Regions from separate parts of the Mus musculus genome. Here regions 2 and 3 are each linked to region 1. The links are chromatin contacts, called in public HiChIP or PLAC-seq and capture Hi-C maps. All regions are on one chromosome and are shown on one strand. The core of a region is the stretch at or near the end of the contact, and the rest is flanking DNA. Distances in the headings are between cores, read along the strand shown. Region 1 has its middle 16 kb from the start of Gm12724. Region 2 has its middle 66 kb from the start of Gm40217. Region 3 has its middle 33 kb from the start of Gm40217.

The links. HiChIP or PLAC-seq counts read pairs in DNA pulled down with a chosen protein or histone mark. Capture Hi-C pulls out chosen DNA fragments and counts their contacts.
Region 2: an H3K27ac HiChIP or PLAC-seq map of large pre-B cells shows a contact between it and region 1, with 7 times the contacts expected there. The contact joins two enhancer-like sites. A contact is called at or near these places in 1 of 15 datasets of contacts at CTCF or cohesin (embryonic stem cells), 3 of 115 datasets of contacts at active chromatin or transcription factors (embryonic forebrain, embryonic hindbrain and large pre-B cells) and 1 of 9 other capture datasets (embryonic stem cells).
Region 3: a contact with region 1 is called in a capture Hi-C map of embryonic stem cells, with 4 times the contacts expected there. The contact joins two enhancer-like sites. A contact is called at or near these places in 1 of 15 datasets of contacts at CTCF or cohesin (large pre-B cells), 1 of 484 Hi-C or Micro-C datasets (myocytes), 3 of 115 datasets of contacts at active chromatin or transcription factors (embryonic stem cells, fibro-adipogenic progenitors and large pre-B cells) and 1 of 9 other capture datasets (embryonic stem cells).

Annotation. Positions count from the first base shown.
Region 1 is chr4:106,219,068-106,223,837 of GRCm38.p6, reverse strand. No RefSeq gene overlaps it. Among named protein-coding and RNA genes, the nearest start is that of Gm12724, 16 kb to the left of the region's middle. Within about 2 kb of position 2,552, at least 14 of the 459 cell types and tissues checked have an H3K27ac peak or open chromatin away from gene starts, as enhancers often do.
Region 2 is chr4:105,250,638-105,255,407 of GRCm38.p6, reverse strand. No RefSeq gene overlaps it. Among named protein-coding and RNA genes, the nearest start is that of Gm40217, 66 kb to the left of the region's middle. Within about 2 kb of position 2,642, at least 19 of the 459 cell types and tissues checked have an H3K27ac peak or open chromatin away from gene starts, as enhancers often do.
Region 3 is chr4:105,283,357-105,288,126 of GRCm38.p6, reverse strand. No RefSeq gene overlaps it. Among named protein-coding and RNA genes, the nearest start is that of Gm40217, 33 kb to the left of the region's middle. Within about 2 kb of position 2,311, at least 32 of the 459 cell types and tissues checked have an H3K27ac peak or open chromatin away from gene starts, as enhancers often do.

The DNA of each region.
Region 1 (4,770 bases), core at 1,303-3,802:
CAACAACTATTTACTGAATGCTCCAGGGTCCAGGCTGAGCATGAAGACAGGAATTAAGCAACCCTGCCCTGGAGGCTTCATGCTCTGTGCTAATTGGGTCTTCGTGGGTTGTAAGTGCCAGAAACCCATTTTTTTTTCAGTGATGCTGTAAGAGTTGATACAGGAAACAAATTTAAGGTCCTGAGCATGGTTCTTAGTAAATGCTATTCGGTTGCAATCATCAGGGGACATGCAAATGTAAGGATTTCACATGGTTTTCATCCTCACAAAGAACCTGAAACTAACAAGACCACAATGACTACATTCTGCTTAAACATTAGCAAGAAGAGCCCCAGATTAGGAATTATTCTCTTGGTAGCACCAACAATCCTTGGCAGGGTGGTGACAAGACCTTGGGAAGGTTTCCCATATCTGCTGTGGCCCCGTCTTTACTGGGACACAGATTGTGGGATGACAGAAAGGTAAGATCTCTTGGAGATCCTCTAACTCGGCTTTAGGCTTTGCTTTCTTCACGGTCCTGAGGATATTTGTCTGTGGAGCTGTGTTGTGCCTTTATCCTGAGATGGTGTTCTGACTTGTCCGCCATGTCTGCATAGCTTCCTGATGGTATCTTTTCATCAGCAATATGTGTGGTATGCTCTTGCTATATACTTCATCTTGGCATTCTCTCATGTAGCCAATAAGGAAACTGAATTTCTTTGCATAGAACTAACTGAATGCCACACATTGAACCAGATACATTAAATGGGATAGTGTTTTTTTCTTATTTGCAGACTAGTTCCCAAGTTCAAAGATTGTGCTAGATATTTTAGCCCCAATTTCTTTTAATTTTTTACATTAATTAGTTAATTAGTCTCTCTCTCTCTCTCTCTCTCTCTCTCTCTCTCTCTCTCTCTCTCTCTCTGTGTGTGTGTGTGTGTGTGTGTGTGTGTGTGTGTGTGTATGCACATACTGTGGCACAGAAATAAAGGTCAAAGGACCCCTTATGGGAATTAGTTCTTTCCTTCCACATGTGGGTTTTGGGATGGAACTCAAGGTACAGGCCTGGCAGCAAGTACCCTTACCTACTGGGCCATCGTCTCAGCTTCTCTTTCTTCCCTTGTAGGCTTTTCATTGCTTAAATGGAATTCTAGAAGCAATCTAGAACAATAAAGGCTGTAGTTTCTAGGCTCAGCTAGGTGCTTGTGATTACAGATGAATCCCATCATAGACTGCTTCCCCTAGCTCAACAAAACAGAGCAGGTGAAGCACTGTGAATATCCTTAACTGAAAGTTGTCAAAGGAATGCCAGTCAGCAGTGAAAATGGGGGAAACAGGCTGGCAGAAGATACTCTACGACCCGGGCAGGCTGCTTGTGTTGGTAAATGGGGGTCTCAGTGCATGGTTGTTAGGGAAGAAGATTGGCTGGACTTTGAATTTTTTTTTTAGAAATAAAACAAAGGAAGGAGACATTTTAGCAGGCAGGCTGCAGAGCCAAGGCTCTTCTGTGTGTGTGATCTGGCATTAGGAAGAGTTCCATTTCTTACAAGCATTTGGCCCTTTGTGAATGTGGCATTGGGTGCTTTGGATTTGTTGGGAACACAGTGACTCGGGCTGACACAAGGACATACGCGTGCTTTGTAAATTATAGAGCACCTTGCACATGAGGAGTAGGATGAGCCTGAGGCGCGTGGAGAAGGGCCACGGGTACGGCTTCCATGTCGAATCTGCTCCTCAGTAACACAGCTCCGGGGTCACTGAGAAAACACACTTAAGTTTCCAACGGAAGTATTACAGACTATGGACTGTAGAACCAGAGAAAAAGAGAAGGGGATTTTTATGGCTTAGTAAAAACACCCTAAAATCAAACAATTTTTTTAAATCCCCACCACCACACCGCGGCATTAAGAATCTACAAATCCTTTCACATATGCCATCTAGTTGATGTTCCAGAAGCAGAAGGGGATTGATTGTTTCTCCTCTTCTAGAAGAGGAAGAAACAAGGTCCAGGGAGGCCAAGGGATTGGTGGGTAGCCAGCTGATGAGCCATCACAGTAGCTTGGGCTTGATCGCAGCAGGACTTCCATCCATGTGGCTGCTAACCTTTGATGAACATTGTTTCCCAGATCGAGATGGGGAAGACTGAGGGTCAGGGTGGAGAGAGAGCTGAGAGGGGCCGGAGCAACTAGAGTTGTGAATCCTGGGCTGGGTTTGCATTGGTAGGGGCTGGGAAAGCATGAGGCTCAGGGAAGAGACATCATGGACAGGCAACTGGCTTGGTTGCGGCTACTCCTGTTACTCAGAGTTTTATCCCAAGTCAGGCAAGCTGCTGCTGGCTTTCTATGTAGAATCTCATTTAATTAATAATAACTAATAGTAAGTGCTATTATTTTCTAGGATTCGGACTCCAAGTTAGGTCAGAGAAGTTACATATGCAACTTGCCCAAAGTCACATATTTTTGAGGTGACGCCTGGATTAGAAGTCTGCTGGTGAGAAACCTGAATGTATGACCACTGTGTTGCCTGAGAGTTGTGGGTTCATTCATGTGTGGAGAAAGGTTCATTCATGTGTGGAGAAGTGAGTGTATGAAGGTTGATTGGTGCCACTCAGAGAAGCTCTCAAGTGGCAGATTAAGGAGTTCTGGTCCTGGTCCTGTGGGCCTTCTCTCTCAGAATGAATCACTTACAGTGGATGCCTGCGTGGCCATTGCCGTGTGGCTGGCATAGCTCTTCCACTGCCTCACCCTCTTTGGAGGGTGTGTGTTACAGCCTCCGCCCTTCCATTTTCTTTTGAAAATAAATTAAAAGTTATTTAAGAGCCTCTTTTTGGCCTTGTAAATTCCAGAGTCCCTCTTGCCTAGAGATTGTCGAGGGGGCCTATGAAGATGCCCAGGGGGCAGGCTTTGGCGCAGTTGATTGGCCAGCAGTTCCTGCCAGGCAGTCCCTGGGGAATGTTCTTGTTGGCACCGCTGCCTGACTACACAGGCCCATGAACAGACCATGTGGTTGGAGAAACTCCCGTGGGGCCTTTCTGGAGAAAAGCGCATTGCTGAGCGAAAAATCTCAAGCCCCTCCATCAGGCCGACATGGGAACAGCTTCTCCGTGCCCAGGCAGGTAGTTATCACTGGCACCACAGGGCCTGCTTGGACGCCTCTCTGGCTTCACACATCAGAGCAAAGGCAGTGCTGGGATCTGGATGTTTGCCTGGCCTTCAGCTAAGCAGTGGATATGCTGTGATGGATCCAGGGTGGCCAGGTAATCCCGTATTAGATGCAACGGCACATATTAGATGCAATGGCACATATTAATCTATGTGCTGCTGCTCTGTTCTTCATAAGGATTGTTTGTATCTGTGAGCTCATCCAATTCTCCCACAAAAATCCTGGGAAATACAAGTTATGTTCTGAACTTGAACAGTGAGCCTCAGAGAACATCTCTTAAGGGCTTGGGTCAAATCTTTGCTGTACTAAACCAGTTTCTTCCCCTGAAAATGAGTATCTGGGTGAAACTGGATGTTAAAGACTCCCTGGTTGATCCTGTGTAGTGCTTATGGGTTCTGTGCCTCTGGTTTCTCGAGACATTGTATGGGAAGCACTCACTCAGTCCAGAGAGCAGGGCTGGTCAGCGCTGTTAGTGGTGGTCAAGTTCTAGGCAGTGGTTCAGTTGCTGCTGTTGCTGCTGCTCCATCCCTTGGTGGCTTCCTGATACTTCGCTCCATCTTTAAGAATAGACCCCATGTCACAGACTCAGGCACACCTTGTGCTCCCTGATGTGAGCCCCCATAGTTTACCATACTAGTCAGGCAGCCGACCGAAATGACTAGAAGAGGTTGCCTGTCTGGCTCTGTAGAGATTTCAATGGGTCGGTGAAGTTATGTGAAAGAGATTGCGTTCACAAACACCGTTGTAGCATGTAAGCAACAATGGTCGCTACAAATCCTGGCCAAAGCAAGAAAAGGGGAATGGCCTTGGAAGGCAGCTTGTCCGTGATTGCTTCACTCTGGTTTCCACACTAAAAATGGGTCAGTCACTGTGTCTTCAAAGGAGTGGACAGTTATCCTACAGTCCTATGCTCTGACCAGATGTCTTTTGTTTGCCAGGAGTGTCCAGAGAAATAGAGCCATAGAGTATAGAATATATATGTACGCACACACACACACACACACACACACACACACACACACACACTATGGTTCAAACATAATCCACAAAATATATGCTTTGAAAACTTAATTCTAGTGCAACAGAATTAAGGTGAGAGGTGGGACCTTTGAGGGGCAGTTGGGGCCCAAGGGCTGTGCCCTCATGGATAGATTAATGCTGATTACAAAGGCGCTTTAATGATAAGAATTCTCTCCTTGATGTTCTGCCTTCTGCCATGGGATGAGCCAGCAAGTAGTGCCCTCCTTAAATTCCGTGACCTTGGGCTTCCTAGCCTTCAGAATTGTTAGCAGTAGATCTCTGTTTCTTATCAGTTGCCTGGTATCAGGTACTATGTTATTGAAACACAAAATGGGCTGAGTTGGTAGTGCATACAGCAGGGGGAATGGTGGAAGGAGGGAAGGGAAGGGAAGGGAAGGGAAGGGAAGGGAAGGGAAGGGAAGGGAAGGGAAGGAAGGAAGAAGAGAGAGGGAAAGACAGAGAGAGGGATGGGGTGGAGAGAGAGAGAGAGAGATTTTTTAAAAAGGAAACCATTAAGTGTTGATGTGGCGGATTCGAACCCAAAATCTATATATCCCACCAGTAATGGAACTCAGGCAGAACTCAGTAGTGCTTGTGTTGTCGAAAGGC
Region 2 (4,770 bases), core at 1,393-3,892, 970 kb after region 1:
CTTCCCTGCCACTCTATAGCTCCTTGACTTTGATCCTCTCCTGCCCAGCACACACATACCTCATATAGCTCAGACTCCGCATAGGTGCTCACACTCCACAAGAACTCATTGCTGTTATTCACAGTTGGACAAATGCACTGCCCTCTCTCAGGCCCACGTACTCTAGGGTTATTCTGTCATAAAAACATTTCTCATCCTCAAATCCATCTACCCAGCACGTCCTTTTTTATTTCTATTTGGTTGGCCATAACAAATCCCTAGTCTAGTTGATTTAAAAGCAAACCTTTATTTTCTCCAGGACCATGAGCTCCACCCCGGTGGTGGTGTTGGGAACTGGTTCCTTGAGAGCATTCTGCTCCACCTTTCAGCAGCTGCCTCCTCTGTATCCTTCCATGGTCTTTCCTCTCTAGGACTACGTCTTTGGGACTTCTTTTTTCTTTGAGCAGGATTAAGGGTCCTTAAATAAAAATCCACTTCAAAATCTCATTCCACTTTAACTATCTAAAACCTCTATTGCAAAATATAGTTGCATTATGAACTGGGGCAGGTGATGGTGCAGGGATCTTAAGCCCTAACTCTTCTACCATAGTTGTTCACTCCCTGTGTTAAGATCATGTATTTTCACACCTGATTTTCCTCCAGTGGTTTCTGAAGGCCTTGAGCTACCTCTGTCCCCAAAGTTCCCTATGCAATACTCCAGGTTTCGTGAGACCCTGAAATTAGAATGTACAGTGGGCTCCCATTAAGAAAATTATTAAAAATTAAGTATGGAATGAAATAATAGGGGGGAAATAGTGTGAAAAGGAAGACATGTGCAAGCAAGGGACCCTGGACTTTCGGTTTCAGATCCTCATGGTTCTGCCTCTTGGCTTTAGGCTCGTGAAAGAGTAACACTCCTTAACACCAGCAGCCTGTTGTTTCTGTTTTCTCTCCCTCTCCAAGTAATTTAACCAGTAAAGTCAGTCTTGCTTGAAAAGAAGAATAAAAGAAAACATTATGGAAAAGTACTAGGCCTGTATACTGCTAATCGACAATCATACTGTAGGTTTACAGGAATCAGGATCACCTAGGGACTCTTGTGCCAAGTGGACACTATGAAAACCACATCAAAAGCATCCATCACTATAAGGATTAATGAGCATTTCAGTGTCCACTTGGCTATGACTAAAATCCAGAGCCCTAGAAACTAGAGATAAGCTTTGTGTGGTGACTGCTGGCAAGCTGGAGCTGGGGTGGCAGCCTTCCACCTATTCCACCCCCTCCCCCGACTCATCAGCTCCTTCTTCACCTGTCACTCAGGCTCTCTGGCTTCATCCAGCGACAGTGGGACTCTACCTTTCACAGTGACAAGCTCAGAAAAGATGTAACACAGTAAGAAGCTCTGATGTCTACAGATTGGATCTGACTCCAATTCCTCCCCTGAGAGCAGATGAGAAGGTGTTGGGTAGACAGTTTCAATATCTGTACTTCTGGGCTCATGCTACCCTGCCTGCAAGGTTTCAACTGTCTTCAAAATGTCACCAGGTGACCTGGGAATATATCCAACCTTTGTTTCCTAGTGTTCTGTACAGCATTCTGAACCCAGTGAAGAAGGGGTTCCCCCTGTTAACTTCCTGTAGGCAGACTAGGGCCACGGAATTGCTACTCTACAATTTGTGTGTAGAAAGAACACAGTGCTTCCTAAAGGGCACGGTGGAAGGCATGGTGTCTGGCATCTGAGGTAGTTCAGTGAGGACCAGTGCCCTATTAACGAATCTTTGCCAAAAGAGCCCAGAAGCAAAGGTCGGGAGACTAGAAACAGGTGATGGCTGGACTCTCAAAAGGAAAACAGTTCAACATTGGCTGATGTCCTAAATGTTTTTAAGTAAAGAATAATAAAATATCTTTAAGAGAAGAGAGAAAAATTTACACAGAGACAACAGAGAGACAGAGACTAAGACAGGATATAGAGGGGAGGGGGAGAGGGGAGGGGGGAGGGAGAGGGGGAGGAGGAGGGAGAGGGACACACCTCTTGGAAACACCTCCTGGCAGTGAGAGAGTAGAAGACAGGAAAGCCCCAGACACTTGAGATGACTTCCCAATGACAAAGGCAGCATACTTATCTCCTGCTTGATACTCCCTCCTTCTTCTCCAGGGAGTGGGGAGCTGCTGGGCTCTGAGGGCCCCTGGTCAGCTGTTGAAGAGTGGTGCTGTCACCAAACACTGTCACCAAACAACCTCAAATCATGTTAGGCTTCAGTCCCCTCCAACTTAAAGCTGAAGAGCCGGTCCTCTAGCATAGCTTGAACTGCTCACCCCAATCAATTAAGAGCACTCCCATCATAAACCCCAAATAAGTTTGCTTGGCCTGACCTTGGCAATCTAGTTAAAGAAACATCACTCCTCTTGAAGGGATCTATCATGTTTTAATGGCTCACACCGGGGCAGAGGAATTTAGAGTTGGGCTGTACCACAGCTCTGGAATGCCAGCATTGAGAGTCCAACCTACATGACTGATGAGAAAACCAGGGGTCAGAGGGATTTGTCTCCAGATCCTGATTTTGTTATTATACTGTTTAGAAGAATCCCTAACACCAGTCTGTGCACTGCCTTCCCACCCGCGGCAGTGTTGGTGGTTGACTGCAGAGGTTCAGCAGGAGCTTGGCCAGTTTCATTTTCACTTCATATCTGATGTGTAACCAGTGACTTCATCTACCTGAGCCTCAATTAGCCTCCTTTGGGCAAGATTCTACCCTTCAGGTGATACAGTGATAGCATTTACATCTCTGAGTATCTCCAAGATAAAGGGAGACGGTACTTTTAATATTTAATAAGCCTTCCTGCCTGCCTGCCTTTTCTCCTTCCTTCCTTCCCTACTTCCTTCCCCACTCCTTTTCTTCCTAAATACTGAATAGGGACTCTGGCAATGAAAAGAAGCAAGCATGGCAAAAGGTTCTCGCTGAAAGAAAGCTAACCTCTAAATATGCTTCAAGATTTTTCTTGAGAGGACTTCTCCAGTTGTACCCCCTGATCCATTCATTTCTTTGCAGTCACAGGTCTTGCTAGTACAGATTATTAAGCACCCCCTCTTAATCAGGTTCTCAGCACCCCTGCCTGATATACAGATGTACTGTTTTGCCCCCAAGGGAACTGTAGAAAACTGCTGTAAAGGCAAGGAGGAAAACACCCACCACAAGCATGAAATATATGTAAATAATTAAAGCATTCAGAACGCAGATAGAAAAAGGGACTGTGGCTACATCAGGGGCCAGCAACGAGAGAATCAGAGGGGGAAACCCCAGGCGTAGTTCTTGATTAAAACAAACAGAAATGTTAAAAGTAAGTAAAATTTTGGTTAGGGCAAACCAATTCTGGGGGTTAAGCTCTTGGAAGACTCTCTTGTGTAGCAACTGTTGATTTACTCTAGGTTTTGGAATCAGCAAGTTTGTTGGGGAAAGATATAGTATGAAGTTGGACTGTGTGTGGGGGGGAGGGGACAAGGGAGAATTAAGGGGTGGAAAAGAAAGGAGAGAATACATAGGAAGAAATATATGGGAAGAACTGAAGTATATTGCCTCCAGTTTACACTTGTAAATCCCAGTCTGGGTTCCTTCACTGAGAATATTCCCTGAAAAAGAAAAGAGGGCAGGGGAGAAGAGAGGAAGACAGCAGCATGCAGATGGGATGAAGGAGAGGAGGTGGGCAAGGAGAGATGTAGTAGGGGATGAAGAAAAGGGAAGGGAGAAAGAAGGAAGATACTCTCAAGGATGGTAAATACCTAGAGGATGGAATGCCTGCCAAATGGGACAGAATAAGATGCAGCATCAGGATCTATAGGCAGCTGTGTCTGACTGCAATGATGTCCCTGCAATGAGTCCTCATCACCAGCTAGGCATCATGGGAGCATATATTCAAAGAGCCAAGGATCTTCCAGGTGCCCAGTGAGTCCCACCAGTCTGTAGGGTTATCTGCTCTAGATTAGCTTCTGGTACTGTTGACCACATCACCATGGACAAATCACACACTGCCTCTGTGTCCCGAGTTGCTTCTTCTGCCTAATGGGTTCATCATATCTTCACCAAACAAAGGAGATTGGGTTATCTTGACCTTTGAGCTGCTGTTGAACTTTAAAATTTTGGATTCTACTCACATCATGTAATTTTCTACCTGGACTGCTCTCAAGGAAAGCAGGTTTCCCAAGCCTGAGAGAAAACTAGGTCTCAGTGGAGGAATTCCTGCTGGACTCCTTTGTCTATGTTTAACAAGAATTATTAACAGGTCACGAGACTATCCTACTGAAGAGATTGTCGGGGGCAGGGAGCTTGAGGCTTCCCTCAGAGGTAGGTAGGTGTGGCCATAGGCCAGCTTATGGGATTTGAAAGTAATGTATACCACTTGTCCTAACCTAAAAGAAAATGGTCAGCTCTTCCTTTCTTTGTTCGTGGTGGATAGAATACAGAGTCACTGGCAGGAGTGCCTTCAGCAAGCTGGTGGTGGTGGTGCACGTCTTTAATCCCAGCATCCAGGAGGCAGAGGCAGGTGGATATCTTTGAGTTCAAGGCCAGCCAGGTCTACAGAGTGAGTTCCTGGACTGCCAAGGCTACAACACAGAGAAGCCTTGTCTTAAAAACCAAACCAAAACACACCCAAAACCAACCAAACAAAAAACTTGCAGAGCCACAGAAAAGTCCAGGGCAATAGATAATCACGGGGCTGTCATTTCCTCTATGAGCCACCTGAGGAACAAACTCCTGTCTCCTAAAAAACACACCTCTTTTAAGGAAAAAACAG
Region 3 (4,770 bases), core at 1,062-3,561, 940 kb after region 1:
AGGTCTCAGTGGCCCCTGGGATGCCAAATTCCTTCTGTCTTTTTGTTCATGCTCAGCATACACCAGCCCTCAAGGTTTCTTCATAGTCCAAAATCTGCTGCTGTGTCTTATTCCAGTTTTTAAAGAAAGAAGAAAGGGAGAAGAGCAAAGGAGAGAAAGCTGAAGAGCAGGGGACGATACCCAAGTTTGTCATCTCCCTGTCTACCGATTCCCTCAGGCCTTCTTACAGCTGTTTCATTGGTCCGGTGTGATGATTGCTAAGGCGGCTAAGAAATAAACAATAGCATCACACACACACACACACACACACACACACACACACACACACACACACACACACATCCTGAGGGGAGCTGGGGTGTGGGTTGTGAATCTCATTGAGAAGCTCGCCACCTACATACACAGTTCTAGCAGCAGGGAATGGTGCAAACCCGGAACAAAAGCCCTGGACGGTTGGTAACTGCAGCCTCCTGGGACAGGGCTGAGTCGTGAACTCCCAGGCTGGCTAGCGACGGGCTTCATTTCACCCTCTCACTATCCTCAGGGCTAATGTTGAGAGTGGGATCCTGGCCAACTGTGGGGAAACACATCTAAAGACAAGGTTCATTTTATTTGCTCATATATCCAATAACAATTGATCACGGAGCCTTGTGTGTGCAGTTCTGTGCCTAGTATTGAGTGGTCAGAGATCCATTAAAGAACTGTTTCTTCACATTCAAAGTGATTTTCAAAATACCTGGAAAGACATCCTTTGGGATGTTTTGGCTGGGCATAATGGTGCCCATGCCTTTAACACAACATTCAGGACTGGCAGAGGCTGGAAGATCCTTATGAGTTCAAGACCAGACTAGACTATGTAGTAAACTCTAGGCCAACCAAGGTGACATTGTGAGACCCTGTCTCAAAGAAAAAAGAGGAAGACTGTTAAATTCAGGTCAGGGTTGGGTACAGATGAGCGGGATCTAGACACGGACACAGGCCAAGGTTCGCAGCAAGACAGTCAAGATTCTTAAGGATGGGCAGACGCGTGTGCACAGAGAAGCCAGCATGTGCGTAGGTAGGAGTCTGGAGAAGTGTATATCATGTTCCGGAAATTCTTCCCACAGAATGCTGACCCTCAGCAGAGGATCTGGTTTCTAAGCCTTTCCTGCCCCCTACTATTGTTTACTCTACACATTTGAAATCAAACAGATCTGGGCTGAGGTCCCAGCTCCACCATCTCACGGTGAGAGCTGAGGTCAGGGCTTTGTCTCGCTTCTCTCCAACATCCAGCCTGTCACCATCCCTGGCCGTTGGTGGCAAAGATTCCACAAGATGTGTGTGCAAACATCCCCAACATGGCTAGTGGCTGCACAAGAAGGGCAAGGGTGGTTTTCTATGTTGATGGTGTTTTTAGGAGATAAGTAGAAGAGGGGGAAAGAACAGGTGAGAGAGCAGCACAGGGCCTGCCAGGGAGCAGAACACACTGTTACTCCCTGGGAGCCTCTAAGGCAGGAGAAAGGTCACTCTTCGGAAAGAACAGACGTTCATGCCGTGCATGCTACATCCTGCCTCCTGTAGTTCCCCTGCCTGGCTGTGCTGGTTTGCTCTTCTGTCAAGTGAAGAAGTGACCCTCATCTGCTGCTGAGTGTTGAGGCTGTGTCGGAACTCACAGGGCTTTGAGAAGGATGACGGGGAAGCACCCTGGCCGAGTCACATGTCTGTCACTGTCTGCATAGTTGTGCCAGGCCAGGCTGCTGGGCCCCATGCTTCTTGTTCAGTGATGTCCCTGTGCCTCCTCTTGAGTTGTTTATCACTTACAGGTTTTTTTTTCCTTTTGCCTCCCATCCTTAATGTTTCCCAGAAGGCTCTCTTGAAGACACTAGTTGTCTTAGACAGGGTTTCTATTCCTGCACAAACATCATGACCAAGAAGCAAGTTGGGGAGGAAAGGGTTTAATCGGCTTACACTTCCATGCTGCTGTTCATCACCAAAGGAAGTCAGGACTGGAACTCAAGCAGGTCAGAAAGCAGAAGCTGATGCAGAGGTCATGGAGAGATATTCTTTACTGGCTTGCCTCCCCTGGCTTGCTCAGCCTGCTCGCTTATAGAACCCAAGACTACCAGCCCAGAGATGGTCCCACCCACAAGGGGCCTTCCCCACTTGATCACTAATTGAGAAAATGCCTTACAGTTGGATCTCATGGAGGCATTTCCTCAACTGAAGCTCCTGTCTCTGTGATAACTCCAGCTGTGTCAAGTTGACACAAAACTAGCCCGTACACAGTCTAGAGTGATCTCATGCCCTGGAGATGTTGTAAGACTTGGCCACATCATAGGATAGCCAGACTCTTCTACCTTCCCCTGCCCTGTTCCTTTCTCACCTCCCAGCAAGGGCTATCTGGTCTACCATTTCCCCTCTGCCATTATTCTCACAGGGAAGCCTCTGGCCCCAACCCCCCACCTACTTCAAATCTGGCCTAACTCTCATGCAACAGTCCAGGCCACCTGGATGGTGCGCTCTGCCATGATGATTTCGGTTCCTCAAATGTGCCAAGCTGTACCTTCCTTTTTCTTCGTTCTTCAGGCCTCAGTTGTGTTACTACCTCTTTGGCTTTTGCCTCCAACTCCGTTCAGGTTCAGTTCACCAATGTGTATTCCTTCTGCAGCCTGTGACTCCCCTACCCACCCCCAATTCTAGCTCAAATCATTGCTGAAATTGCTTGGTCTGTGCCTTTCTCTCCCTCTCAATGAAATGCATATAGCTCGGGCTTGTCTCTCACTTTTCAGAGTTCTACATCACCCCAGCTTAGTGTCTCCCAGGGCTGGCCTATGAATGATCTGCTCCTGCTGCTTGCATGGCTTCGACCCTGGGATCCTGACTAAGGGTGACAAGGGAATAAGGATAAGACAGACAGACACACAGAAAAGCTGGGATAGGGTAGACTGGGCTTTCCAATGAAGAAGCCACAGCACCTTAGAAGTTCAGCATGTTTGTTATATATAGTTGAACAGGGAGGCAAGTTTGTTGTCTAAAGCTGAAAATGCAGCTTTTATTGTGTACAGAATTAGGAAGGCAGGCTTAGCTGATCTCAGTAGGAGCAGTCTTCAGGCTGTGAGTATCTGGGAGGAGAAAGTGGATGTTTTCTATAAAGTCAACATTCACACTCAGACCCTGAGGCCGGCCTTATCATCCATCCCACACCAGGTGAGGGCTTTCACACTCCCTTGGGGATGCAGCATGGCCATGGCCATGCCCATGCCCACAATACACATTCTCTCCAGACTTCACATGTTCCCTACAGACTATCACAAGACCATCCTAGACTGGAGAGTTGACTCAGGGGTTAAGAGTACTGGCTGCTCTTCCAGAGGTCCTGAGTTCAAATCTCAGCACCCACATGGTGACTCACAAGGCCATGCTATTTTCAATGTGTCACCACTCACCAGCTCCTAACAGAGAATCAACAAATGTTGTCACCAACACATTGGGTCCACAATATTTCTTCATGGCTACTATGCATCTGATGATGCCTGACTCACTGGAATCAGATACCCAGAGAGCGAGGCTAGCAATCTGTGCTTGGACAAGCATGCTACACAATGCTAATACACTTTCAAGTTCAAGGACCGCGGGACCAGACAATCCCATGCCCTTAAAACAGAAAGGATGGGTAGCACAGTGCTTCCTTTAGCTCCAGAATTCTCCAGAAATACACCCAGGGCTTCCATCATGATACACATTGACTCTTTCCTCCAGCACAGATTACACTGCAGTTGGTGAGTAGACTTGGGAGGCAGGATGACTTACCAATTATCCATTTCTTTAACTTCCCAGATTGAAAAGTGGAGTCGATGCTGTGTGTGTTTCGCGGCTCACTCCAAACCCACCTGAGTTTGAATATGGGCTCATTTGTTCTTTGCAAGAATGAAAATAAAGGTTGGCAAAGGTTTAGGTAAAAGAAGAAAATAGCAGAGAATCCCAGGACCCAGCTCTGCCTAGAGGGCATGGTGGTGGTCCATAGACCCTCTCTCAAGGTGCGTGGCTCCCAACTCTGCTAGAGGAGCCTAAGGAAGGCACTCCTTGCTGGGCTGGGACCGGCACAGGCTGGGTTGCTCCAGCAAGAAGCACGCGTGGTTTATGTTGTATGCAGCAATCTTTGTGGGAGCTAGAGTTTAAAGAGAAAAACCATGACATGGTCAATCACCCTTCTCAGAAAGAAGGGCCTCAGGAAAGGGGATTTGGGGCTGCTGCCTTTATCAAAAGTCAGAAACAAAGGGAAGACTCTGTGCTTCTTAAGAAAACAAACTTTGCGTTTGGGATTTTAACTTTAAGTCTAGAGAGAGGGCGGAAAGATCAGTGGATACCTGAGGAGCCCACCTGGGACTCAAGACAATGGTAGGAGGCACACTGTCTACAGAACCTCCCTGGTGTTCCTGCTGTGTGACATGAAGGGACCCACCTGCCACTTGAGTTTACCCCATCCTCAACTTAAAATAATAACTATCTATCTCACCGGGCAGACTCTATATACACACGGGGAAACCCAGTGTTCTGGTAAGGCATACTAGAGAAAAGAGAAACTTTTCATATGTAGACAAGCCAGGGGGAAATGTTGTTCAACAGTAATCTAGCAGCATCATACTGTGGGAAGAATATGGATTTAAAATCTTAAGAGATTGGCTACAAAGCACACCTTCACTTCTTCCCAGCTCTGTGGCCTCATGGATTCTCTGAAAAGTTCACTTTGTCATCTGCAAAATAGGGGTAAAAGTACTCCCCCCCCACCAT